Linked DNA regions of Mus musculus: region 1 is linked to region 2. A link is a contact called in public promoter capture Hi-C data. All regions are on one chromosome and are shown on one strand. The core of a region is the stretch at or near the end of the contact, and the rest is flanking DNA. Distances in the headings are between cores, read along the strand shown. Region 1 holds the start of Coa5 (cytochrome C oxidase assembly factor 5). Region 2 holds the start of Fam168b (family with sequence similarity 168, member B).

Evidence for each region. Promoter capture Hi-C pulls out the DNA fragments that hold promoters and counts their contacts.
Region 1: a promoter capture Hi-C map of liver shows a contact between it and region 2, with 7 times the contacts expected there. The contact joins the promoter of Coa5 here to the promoter of Fam168b in region 2. A contact is called at or near these places in 3 of 39 promoter capture datasets (the C10 cell line, liver and pre-B cells) and 1 of 9 other capture datasets (adipose tissue).

Annotation. Positions count from the first base shown.
Region 1 is chr1:37,427,772-37,433,460 of GRCm38.p6, forward strand. Coa5 (cytochrome C oxidase assembly factor 5) reads right to left here and starts at 2,332. Exons shown (of 3, transcript NM_198006.4): 1 at 2,098-2,332; 2 at 571-654. The coding sequence starts at 2,196. Unc50 (unc-50 homolog) reads left to right here and starts at 2,368. Exons shown (of 6, transcript NM_026123.4): 1 at 2,368-2,722; 2 at 3,522-3,805; 3 at 4,780-4,900. The coding sequence starts at 3,526.
Region 2 is chr1:34,841,298-34,847,102 of GRCm38.p6, forward strand. It overlaps Fam168b (family with sequence similarity 168, member B), which reads right to left and starts at 1,753. Exons shown (of 7, transcript NM_174997.2): 1 at 1,531-1,753.

The DNA of each region.
Region 1 (5,689 bases), core at 1,082-3,581, 2.6 Mb after region 2:
AACACAGGCGATGAGCTCTCAGTGTAGTCCCAAAGCCAGCAGACATAGGCTCAGACTCAAGGGTGCGCCTCTTTCAAGGAAAGCTCACATTTCTGCTTCACATTTTTTTCCCCCTTGAAAAGCCTGTTTCCATCCTAAAGACCTGTATAGATCTTTCAAGTCGTGGAATGGTAGCATATTGCCCAGGCACCAGTGATGTCATTTGGGGACCTCCTGCCACCATCTTTCACGCCAAAACTCAAGCACTGACACTTCTTCCTGGCCGTGTAAGACAGAAGTGCCAACGCTGTCCTCAGCCTGCTAGGCTTGTGTGCAACTGCCAATGACCTGAATTCATGAGGTCAGCTCTTCCTATTTAGGACTTGCTGAGACCTCATCCTCCAGCTTTCAGGAAACCATGAGGGCCAGCTGCTCTACAGGATAACATGGTATGCTTGCTCTATGTTCATCACTGGAGTCCCCACACCATTATCCAAACCATATCACTACAACTGATGTATGACCATTAAATCATTCACATTTAATTCTATGTATAGGTAACATAAGCTTTTGAAATGGTTCATCACTTACCATTGATCTTTTACATTCAAAAAAGGAATACTGCAAAGCTCTACAGTTGCCTTCCTTCAAACACTGCCGTGGGGATTTTCCTTCCTGTGATATACAAACCAATGTGAATGTCTGAAAGACTGTCCCACAAAGCACAGACAACTGTTCTTCTGAAAGTAGTTTTTTTTTTTAAAGTTGACTTAAGAAAATTCTTAATTCCTTTTTATTAACCTTGGTGATTAAAGAAAAGCAAATGTAAAGATTATCAAATAAGTAAGTATTTTGAGTCTGCTTTGAAATTTAATTTTATGAGTGTTTGCCTGCATGTACAAACATGCACTACATACAGACCTGGTGCCTATGGATGTCAAAGAGGCTACCAGGAGGAACTGGAGGATAGATGATTGTGCACCACCTTATGGCTGCTAGGACCAAATCCTGACCCTCTGTAAGAGCAACAAGTGCTCTTAACCACTGAGCCATCTATTTTCCAGCCCCCAGAGCCTAAGATTTTTAGGACATATCGTCAATGTTTGTATAAGCCTTCCTATGGATGAGAACCATGAATTGGATGTGTTAAAATAAAGACCTTTTAGTGTTAGTACTAAACTCTGTATATAAATGTTAATAGGGAGGGGCTGGCAAAGTGGCTAAGTAAAGAAAATGCTTGCTGTGCATGAGAGCTCCCAGTTCAGCACCCACATAAAGAGCTGGGCATGGTGGCAGAAGTCGTTTATCCCAGAATGGGAGTGGAGCCAAGCAGATCTGGTTAGGCTAGCCAATTAGGTCCACTGACATGCTATCTCAAGTAATAAGGTGGAGGGGCTGGAGAGATGAGTCAGCGGGCAAGAGGCCTTGCTCTTCTGAGGTCAAGGTCAGTAATGGGAAAACCATACTGAGTTCCCTCTGGAAGTTTCAACTTTTCTGGTTTTCCAAGAGTCATAAAATCTTAAGAAGTCTATTTTTGAGAAAGTTCTGAACCTTCTCCCCACTCCCCTTTCTCCTCACTATCCCCCACTGGAAGGTACGTTGTGATCATCTGAGTTCATACCCTACGTTTCTCTGAGCCCTTCTCATTCCTCGCCTGTTTCCCAAGGCAGCACATAGTATAAAGGCTTATGTTGAATTCCTCCCAGAATGCAATGCTATAGGTTTAAGATAGGTTAAAGATCGGCAGAGAGAAACTATGGCACACCATGAGATACTTCCATATTCTAGAAGCCAAGGAACCAAAACTCTCCACCACAGATCAAGTAGCCATGCGGCGCAGGCACAGGCCTTGGCAGCTGCCCTTAGAGTGGGAGTCTCTGGTGGCGCGTGCCAGCACTCAGGGATCGCTTCCTGAACAGAGCTGGCTGAAGGTTTACAAAATCCTTAGGTGGGTAGTAAGTTATCTCCCACTTAACACCAGTAAGAACTGGGGATGCGAGCTCAAGAGACCTGTCCAAAGTCAGGAGCGGACGCGCGACCTCTACCCTCGACGTGACCTCCCCTCGCAGGCCATCATGGAGCCAGTCTTGACTGAGCTCTGCCACCCAGATCCGCTACCTGGAGCACACAGGCAGACTGCAGCAGACATGCACCCAGATCCTCCTTCACGCCCGCACACGCGCCGCCCTCCGGCTTGTCCTCATAATACCGGGGCATGGCGGGGACCCACCGCCCTCACCACACTGGATCACGGCCCTCGGTCACCCCGCACGGCCCGGAAGGGCGTGGGACACGCCCACTGGCAAGCTACCGGCGAGGGTGGGAGAAAGTCTCAACAACTTCCGCCAGGAGTGCGACTCTTCAGGGTATGCGCACGCGTGGCGGAAGTGCGTGTCCGTAACGTAAATACAGAGCGCCGCAAGTGCGGGCTACGTAGCGGGAAGGGAAGTGGCCCCAGCGGCGGCTGGGCTCGGCTGCCCTGGGAAGGTGGCGGTAGTCCCGGGCCCAGGACGAGGCCTCGAGGGCCTTCAGGTGCGGCCTGCTCTGTGTGCGCAGGGTGGCGTTCGTGCCGTCGGCCGTTTCCACGGTTAGCTCGCGACCTGGCGTCTCAGCGGCTGGGCGAGGGACCGGCCGGCGCCCGGCAGCTCGAGTCCTAGGCCCGCCGTGGAGCTGCTGGGTAAAACCAAAGACAGCCGCTTACGTGGGAATCGCAGGATTAGAGCCGTTTTTCTATTCTAAGCAGGTCTGAAATTTTGCAAGGAGACACACACCCTGAAACCTTGTCGTTGCTTGTTCTTAAGTCAAATGTCACTGGGCCGTTTGTATTTTTAGTTGACAGAGGCTTGGGGTAATGGAGACCTGCTGGCGGGGCGGGGCGCCGCGCCGCGCCGCGGAGGGCAGGTAGGCTGGGCGGTGACCAGCAGTCATTTAGCTTCGGACTAGTTGGACTGGCCCCTTCGCGCTGTTATTCCTCCTACCCAGCCATCCTAGGAGTAAAACCATCAAGGAGTGTAATTTTTATTGTCACATTCTGAATAACCAGGGACTTGCTGGCCATCGCCGATGGACTTGTACAAATAAACTGTGTGTCTTACTTTTTCAGTAACCTTGCTTTTAGATTAAACTTTTTGTTTGTTTTAAATCTTGGTCATTACAAACACGGAATTTTGAACCAGTGTTCGGTCATTGTCCCGTGTTAATGAGGACGTCATTGCACACCCCCTTGTGCTGCTTTTTCCTTGGCCTCCATTATCAGTAGTGAGCTACTGCAGCTGTCAAAGGCTTGATTGAGGTGAAGGTTGGGAAACCATCGACTGAAGTTAAGTGCTTGTTTCAGGTGATACAGGAGTTTGTGGTACTGCCTTGATGGCATTACCCTTGGCCAGCCCCTAGACAAGCCCCAGAACCAACTCTATAGCTTCTGGCCCCTAATCCTTTCTGAAGGTGGCAAGAGAAAACGTCATAGCGCTGACGAGGAGTTCTAGTAGCCAAATAATTACATTTAAGATTACATCTAAGAGAAATGTTCTCATTCCATCTAGGAAGATGCTACCAAGTACTTCCTTGAGTTCTTCGATGCACGGGAATGGAGTATTAAATTCCAGGGATGCAGCAAGGCACACGGCTGGAGCAAAACGCTACAAGTACCTCAGAAGGCTCTTTCGATTTCGGCAGATGGACTTTGAGTTTGCTGCATGGCAGATGCTCTACCTGTTTACCTCTCCTCAGAGGGTTTATAGAAACTTTCACTACCGGAAGCAAACAAAGGACCAGTGGGCCAGAGATGACCCTGCCTTCTTAGTCCTCTTAAGTATCTGGCTCTGTGGTAAGTGTGTCTCAGTTTACAAGCAGTATAGTAGAAAAACAAATTGGGGTTTTCAGAGGAAACTTTATCTTTTGGGATAATGTATGGCGGGTCAGACTCTTGGGGTGTGTGAAGCTGTGGGATTTGTTTGTCTTTTCTAAAACATGAGAAAACTGGCAAGAAAGAAAGTGGAGTTCTTCCTAGTGCTGGCTGTAACACGCCAGAGTAAACTACTGTACCCAGTGTATGAAAGTAGGGCATGGGGTTCGTCCCAGAGTTGGTTTATTCCTTCTCTTTTGAAACAGCTTCTAGATGTGTAGGCCAGGCTGGCCTGGCACTCAGGAAGCTCTTAACTCAGTCTCTTAGTGCTGGCTTGACAGTCGTGTTCTGCCACACTGGCTGACTTTAAAACAAACAGAACAAAACTAATAAGAACCAAACCCAAGTGTGTGCCAAGAAATATTAGGATAGGAATTACATTTCTTAATTAGGCAAATCTGCAAGGCCGGCAGATTGCTATCTTTTTATTTTTGTTTTTTGTCAAGCGGAGGGGCAGGGGTTGGTAGGACCAGGAATAGAAACCAGTGACTTAAATCTACCAGGCAAGTGAGCTGCACCCCCAGCCTTCCAGGGTAAGAGTTCTGAAAGTACTGATCAAACTGGAAAAGAACCTTTAGATTCTCCAGTACCCCAACTGGAGAACATCAACAGTCCCCGTCAACTAGAGGGTACTGGAGTATGTAGGTGCTTTTCACATTTAACTGGACTTAAGAGTAAGTTGAGTGCCGTCCCGTCCACACTGGTGTTCTGAGTGCCCTGTGTCCTGTCATTTACTGCATTCAGAGGTGACATCTCTTTCCACATCAGTTGCATGTACCTTGTCATGAGGGTTTTCTTCATCATCTGTGTGCCACCTCTACTACACTGTGGGTGTATGGGAGTCAGGGACTGTTTTGTACCTGAGCCTGGCAGTGACTTGTAACTCTTTATTTCAGTGTCCACCATAGGATTCGGCTTTGTGCTGGACATGGGATTTTTTGAGACAATAAAGCTGCTGCTGTGGGTTGTGTTTATAGATTGTGTGGGTGTTGGCCTTCTGATCTCAACGTTAATGTGGTAAGTACGGTAAAGTGGCTCCTTCTATGCTGTCCCGCCTCTGTTTCCTTCAGAGGGGCAGTAACTAGTGAAGACAGAGTAGCTGAAGTGGCTGGGCAGACTGCTAGGATGGTTCTAACTTGGCTCCTGTGTCTGTACTAGGTCAGAAAATACTCTAATGGGTGCTTTCTGTCATTGTAGCAAATCCCAGAATGGTTTACCCTGCTAAATTCTGATTTTTTATAATATATGTATGGTTCTGATTAGCTTTGTTTTCTACATTTGTCAGTGGGTACCATTTCCAGGTGCATGAGTGCTTCAGTATTGTTTCGGTCCATTTAGATCTAGGTTATCCTCTGGAGTTTTACATCAGTCAGGGGTGTTTGAAAGGGGTTTTGTTTTCAGTGTGTCTCCTCTGTGCTGAGAAGAAATTACATCCAGAGGCCTTCAAAGGCCGTCAGCCTGCTTCTGTCTGGGGTTGAATGAACAACCATAGTTGGCTGTAGACTAGAGATCTGGTGTTCAGTGTGTTACTTCCCTCAGAGAATGTTCCTGTGTGCTTGGCCTCCTGGGCAAAGGGTGATGATGTAACAAGTGGCTTCAGAAGGTGGAGACTGAGGAGGGAGCAGAGAAAATGCAATCGTTTCAGACATGTCCACACGGCAACAGGCATGTGTGTGGTCTTATTTAGAAACTGGAGTTATTCCATAGATGGTTTTAGGGTAGCAGAATGGTAGACCTTTGGTACCTAGATATGGTAGCTATTACTGTTTTAAACAAAAAGGCTAAGGCTTTAACCTGATGAGACCA
Region 2 (5,805 bases), core at 503-3,002:
ATGGTGCTGTAACTGTCTCTATCCCAGAGATAGATGCTTAAATAAGTAAATTACAGATTGATTAGAAAAATATCAGCATTGGAAAGTTTTCCTTATGTCTGATAGCAAGGAGAGTAGTCTTGCAAGAAAACTCTCTAGTCCACCAAATTCAGCATTCACTGCTGTCTGTGCCCTTCCCAGACAACGTCGGGCTTTTCTGTAGAGAAGTCTGATCTCAAACAAACAAAACTACAGAACACAGACAGAAGCCAGGCATCACTACTGAGACACTAACACATTCATGCTTCGAAACTGTTCTCAGCTGGGCCATAAAAATTAACCGTCTATAAGACAAGCTAGGAAGACAACTCCCTTAAACCATAGGACCTTCGAAAATTATTTTTAACATGCATTTTTTTTCTTCTTCTTCTCATCTCTGTCTAACATTAAAATGGACAGAAAGGCAGGTGTAGAGCTAGCCCAAACCAATCTGAGACTGGAGAAAAGTCCAGTAACAGCAGCCAGCGGTTTCCTCCTCCTTCCTGGGTTCCAGGCACTGGCCTTATACAGACGGTCACTTCCACCCTTAGGGGCAGGAGGTCAGGAGAAGGGCAATTCTATCAACCGCTTCTCAACACCTCCTAGGTGAATGCAGAGACAAGCAACTCAAAACCCTGAAGCCCCCGCCTACTAGACCTTAACTTTCATTTGGTTCTGGTTACAATTAATTTTAACACCCGTAAAGCTTTTCTCACATGTCAAAACATTCCAAAAATGCTGCACGAGTAAACTACAGACACTACCGAAAAAAAAAAAATGAGCCAGCTTTATACAAAGACTAAAGAAAGCAAGCCCTTCAACGATTTCCACCACAGTAGCTTCGGCATTAGGAAAGGTGGCCTAGATTTCTCAAATCTTGGCTGTCAAAGGGAAAACCACTCATTAGCCTTTGACCTACCGAAGTTTTAAAGGCCGTCCTAATTACTTGCACCAGAACTACTCTAATTTAAAATCTTGTCATACTACAGAAAATCATCTCATCTTACACAAGGCGAAGTGGAGAGTTTAAGGCATAGGAACTGCCCAAACCTTTTTTTCTTTTTTTAAATTTTTTTTAAATGTAAGGTGTGTATGCGCACATGTGAACCTTTTCACTAGCAAACCTCCTTGCACGCAGAACACTCCAAGATGTTTACGTGAGTGCTTAAAACAATCAGCTCAGACAATGCAGGAGATACCACGAGAGAGAACACCCAGCCGAGGACGCGCTGGCAGGTCGTCCTTCTCTTTTTTCAGATGAACCTGGGCCACGGCCCGGAACGTCCTTCCTTTGCTAAGGTACCCTCCGAAGCCCACGTTTTCCAGCGAGAGGGGGATCGCCGGGTCTGCGGCGGCCCCGCGACCTTCCCGCCCCGCCCCCCGGCCCGCCGCGGACAAAGCGGCGCCCCTGCTCCCCGCGCGGCCCGACCAGGCGCTGCACAAAGCGCCGCACTTCCGGCCCGCGCCCGCCCGCCCGCCCCGAGCTGCCGCCCCCATGCTTCCCGTACTCACGGTGGCCTGAGCCTCCGGGACCGGCGCGCGCCGGCCCGAGCCGGCACGGCGTGGGGCTCGGCGACGGGCAGTGCCCAGACGACGCTCGGTTGCGGCCGACCGCTAGGCCCGCGCTGCCTCCCGCCCGCCCGCCAGCCTCGCCGCGGCCCCCGCTCCCGCCGACGCTGCGCAGACACCGCAGCCCACGACCTCACTTCCGCCCGCCGCGCGCCAGCCGGGGGCGCGCCGGGCACGTGACGCAGCTGCGCGCGCGCGCCCCGAGAGGCTTGCGCGAGATGCCCGGATGCTAGGACGCGCGCCTAGACTGCGAGCCTCCGCTCAAGCTCCGGCTAAAACCGGGCTGCAAACATCCTTGTAGAAAGTAGTTATGGCCCGTTGTAAGCATTTCCCCTGTTTTGTCCTTGTTTGGTTTTGGACCAGGATGGCCTTGAATTTACAGCTCTTCCTGCATCTACCTCTAGAGTACTGGCCTTAAAGCGACAGCCACCGAGCACAGTCCTAAGATTTTATTTTTAATATGCGTGTAAGTGTGTAGCTGTGTGTGGGGTTGTTCACAAGAGTGCTGGCATGTGATCCTCTCTAGCTGGAGTTACAGGGGATTTCTAGCTTTCCTACGTGCGGTGGTGATGGAAACTTCTCTGAGCCATCTCTGGGATTCCCCACCCCCCTTTAAAAAGATGTATTCGTTTTGTGTGTGAGTGTTTCGCCTGCAAGAATGTGTGTTCACTGCCAAGTACCTGCTTAACGCCTACAGAGGTCAGAAGAGGGAGTTACAGATGTTTATGAACCATTCTGTGAATTGAACCCAGGTGCTCTATAAGAGCAAGCAGCAAACATAGCCTTTAACCCCAACATTTGGGACGCAGAGGCAGGGGGATCTCTAAGTTAGAGGCCAACTTGGTCTAAGGATTGATATCAGCCAAGGCTATGCAGAAAAATTCTGTCTAGAGAAGAAAAATAATCACTGAGGCATCTCTCCACCCTCTTTTCTTTTTGATCTTTCAGTTCCAAGGCCACCAAAAAGATTTTTACCCCGGTAAGCTTGCATCTGTCACAGAGCTAAGAAATAACAAGCACTTAGAGCAAGCCCCAAACCACACTGGCTTCACAAAACAGAAAAGTCAACATCAAGTATGCATGCTAGGAAATGTTTGGGAATAGAGAATAGTAAAAAAGGGGCAGTTAAGCTTCCTATCAGATATGAAAGCATATTTAAAGGCTGCAGCCGATAAGCTCACTAGTGCACAAATAATGAACCAATGGAATGTAATGGGAAATCCAGAAGTATACTAAAACAATTGGGAGAAGTTGACATCTAATAAAATATTTCATATCACTAGGTGCTATTATTTGGATCTTAAAGGTTCAAAAAAAAAATCTACATGTTGATGTCTTGGCTGCTAGCCTGAGAGCTGACACTGTGTATGCTACACAGACTCAGAGATTTGCCTGCCTCTGCCCTTAAGTGCTGGGATTAAGGACATGTGCCACCATGCCTGGCTTTTCCCACCATTTTTTTTCCACAGCAAACATGACTAGCTGAGGATGAAGAAGGATCACTAAATTATTGGTACTGGGGCCACCACAAACGTATAGACTGTATCTGTAACTCATGCACCAGAATAGATTCCAACTTTTAAAAAAGGCATACATTTTTAAGTGTGGAAACAAAAAAGAAGAGAACATGGGGAAGTTCATTTCTAAATATGGAGTAAAGAACTTCTCTTGTCAAAAGCCACCAACAATGCCTATGAGGAACACTGATTGGAGGGGCAAGGAAGTGGGATTAGCAGGTTAAAAAGCTTTGCACTGAAGCCTGGGGGTCCTCAGAGCCCACTAGTGAAAGAGAACAGTCTCCATTAAAATTTTGAAAATGTTTTGGAGAAATCACCTTAAGGAAAATTAAAAGGCACTTGATTAAGAATGAAACACCACAAAAGGTTAATCTCTTTAGTATTCTGAGACCTTCCAGAGGCCAATAAGAACCAGTTATAGCCGAGAACATATAAATAGGTCTCAATAATATGGAAAAAAAAAGTCAACTGTATCTCTACATACACACAAAAAAATTCAGGTTAAAACTTTAAGACACAGGACTTTGGAGGCAGAGATATAAGGAGAGCCTCAAGCTTGAAGCCATCTGGCCTACATGGTGAGTTCTTAGGCCATCAAGAATTTGTTTCAATAAGAAAGGCAACAAAACAAAACCTCAAGCAAACAAACATTAAGGTGGCATTTTTACCAGTGGCTGGGAAATACTGCTTTAAAAAAGGCAATATCCTCTGTTGGTGAAGCCTCAGAAGTGGACACCCAGCAGCTGGATGGGTGAGGGGACCTTCTGAGATGTGTATCAGGATCAGTGCACACAAAGACACAGAGCTTTTAGCTCAGCAACTCCATTTCTGAAGGCTCATCCATATAGGTAACTTTCTACTAGCCAGGGTTCTCTATAGAGTAACAGAGTTTAAAGAATGAATCTCTGTATATGTAAAAGGGAGATTTATTAGAACGGTTTTCAGACAGAGGTCCAACTAATTCAACAATGGTTGCCGATGAACTGAAGGTCTGAGAATTTAGCAGTGCTCAGTCCACGAGGCTGGATGTCTCAGCTGGTCTTCAGTATACACTGGAATCCTGAAGAAGTGGGCTCTAATGCCAGTGAAAGAGTAGACTTGCTAGTAGGCAAGAGCGAGCAGGCAAACAAAAGCTTCCTTCTTCCATGTCCTTACATAGGCTTCCAGAAGAAGACGTGGCCCAGATTATAGGTGTGTCTTCCTGCCTTAGGATCCATAGTAAAGGCCAGTTGATCTTCCAATTTCAAATTAAGCAAATGCTCTCCATTTTTGGATTTTAGTTAATTTCAAATGTAGCCAAGTTGACAGCCAAGAATAGCCATCACACTTATAAAATTAAACAAGTACACACTTATTCCAGAGAGCTTTCCTTATAACAGTACAAAACAGGAAGCTCCCTCCAGATGTTATTTTGGGATCTGGGATAGAGGGCTGTGCTGAACTTTTCTAGCCTAAGGATGGAGCTGTTATCACCCCAGGACAGAATGGGATCTGAGCAAGGCTGCAGTTCACTCCAAGTATGGTGTGGAAGAGTTCTCCATAACATGTTCTAATCTCTTATGGCATCATGACGCTACTGTAGAAGAATCTACACTTTAGGCAACTGGGTCATTTGACCCCTTATAACTCATGAAGTCTTTACAAAGCCAAATCTAAGAAAAAGGTAAGTAAATCACGCTGTAAACTGTATTCCTTCACCAAGTGATGAGCTGCCCCTCTAGTCATCTAGATGCGACCCTGTGGTGGTATGAATTGTCAGCCTAACAGACTCTAGAGGCACCAAGAAATCCCTCCTCCATAGGAGATTATCTTGGGTGTGTTAATTGATGGGTAAACCCATCTTAATGGTGGTTGGAACCTTGCCTTGTGTCATGACCCCTGCACTGTATAAAATTAATAAAGGGAACTTTTTGTTTGTTTGTTTTTCGAGACAGGATTTATCTGTGTAGCCCTGGCTATACTAGAACTCACTCTGTAGACCAGGCTGGCCTCGAACTCAGAAATCCACCTGCCTCTGCCTCCCAAGTGCTGAGATTAAAGGCGTGTACCACCACTGCCCGGCGAATAAAGGGAACTTAACACCAGCATACATTCTTCCATCTTTGATTCTTAATTGTGGGTACAATGTGACCAATTCCTTCAAGTGCTTGTGCTTTGATAGCCCTGCCATGATGGGCTATAACCTGGAACTGTGAGCCACGCCAACCCATTCTCCCTGAAATTGTTTTAGTTAGAATTTGTTTATTTGTTTGTTTTGAGCCAGGGTTTTACTATGTAGCCCAATCTAGCCTGGAACTCCCTCTGTACACCAGGCTGGCCCCAGACTAACAGAAATCTGCCTGTGTCTGCTTCTCAAGTGTTTAACGGCATGCACCAGTGTGCCTGGCTTTGCTACCTTATTTTCTCACAGCAGTAGGAAAGTAAAGTGAGTTATCCATGACTTTTTGTTCCTGTGATAAAACACACCTATAAGCAGCTTGTGGAAGAACTTACTTTGGCTTACAGTTCCAGAAGGCTAGAGTCTGTAATGTGGGCCCTGGCAGCAGGGTATGTGTGGCATCTGGTGGCCAGAGCAGGAAGCTAAGAGCCAGCCCCCAGTGACAAGAGTTCCTCCAGCCAAGCTAAATCTCCTGAATACTCCATAACTGACTCAGTGTCACCAAGGAACCGAGTGTTTAAATACCTGAGGGACATTTCCACC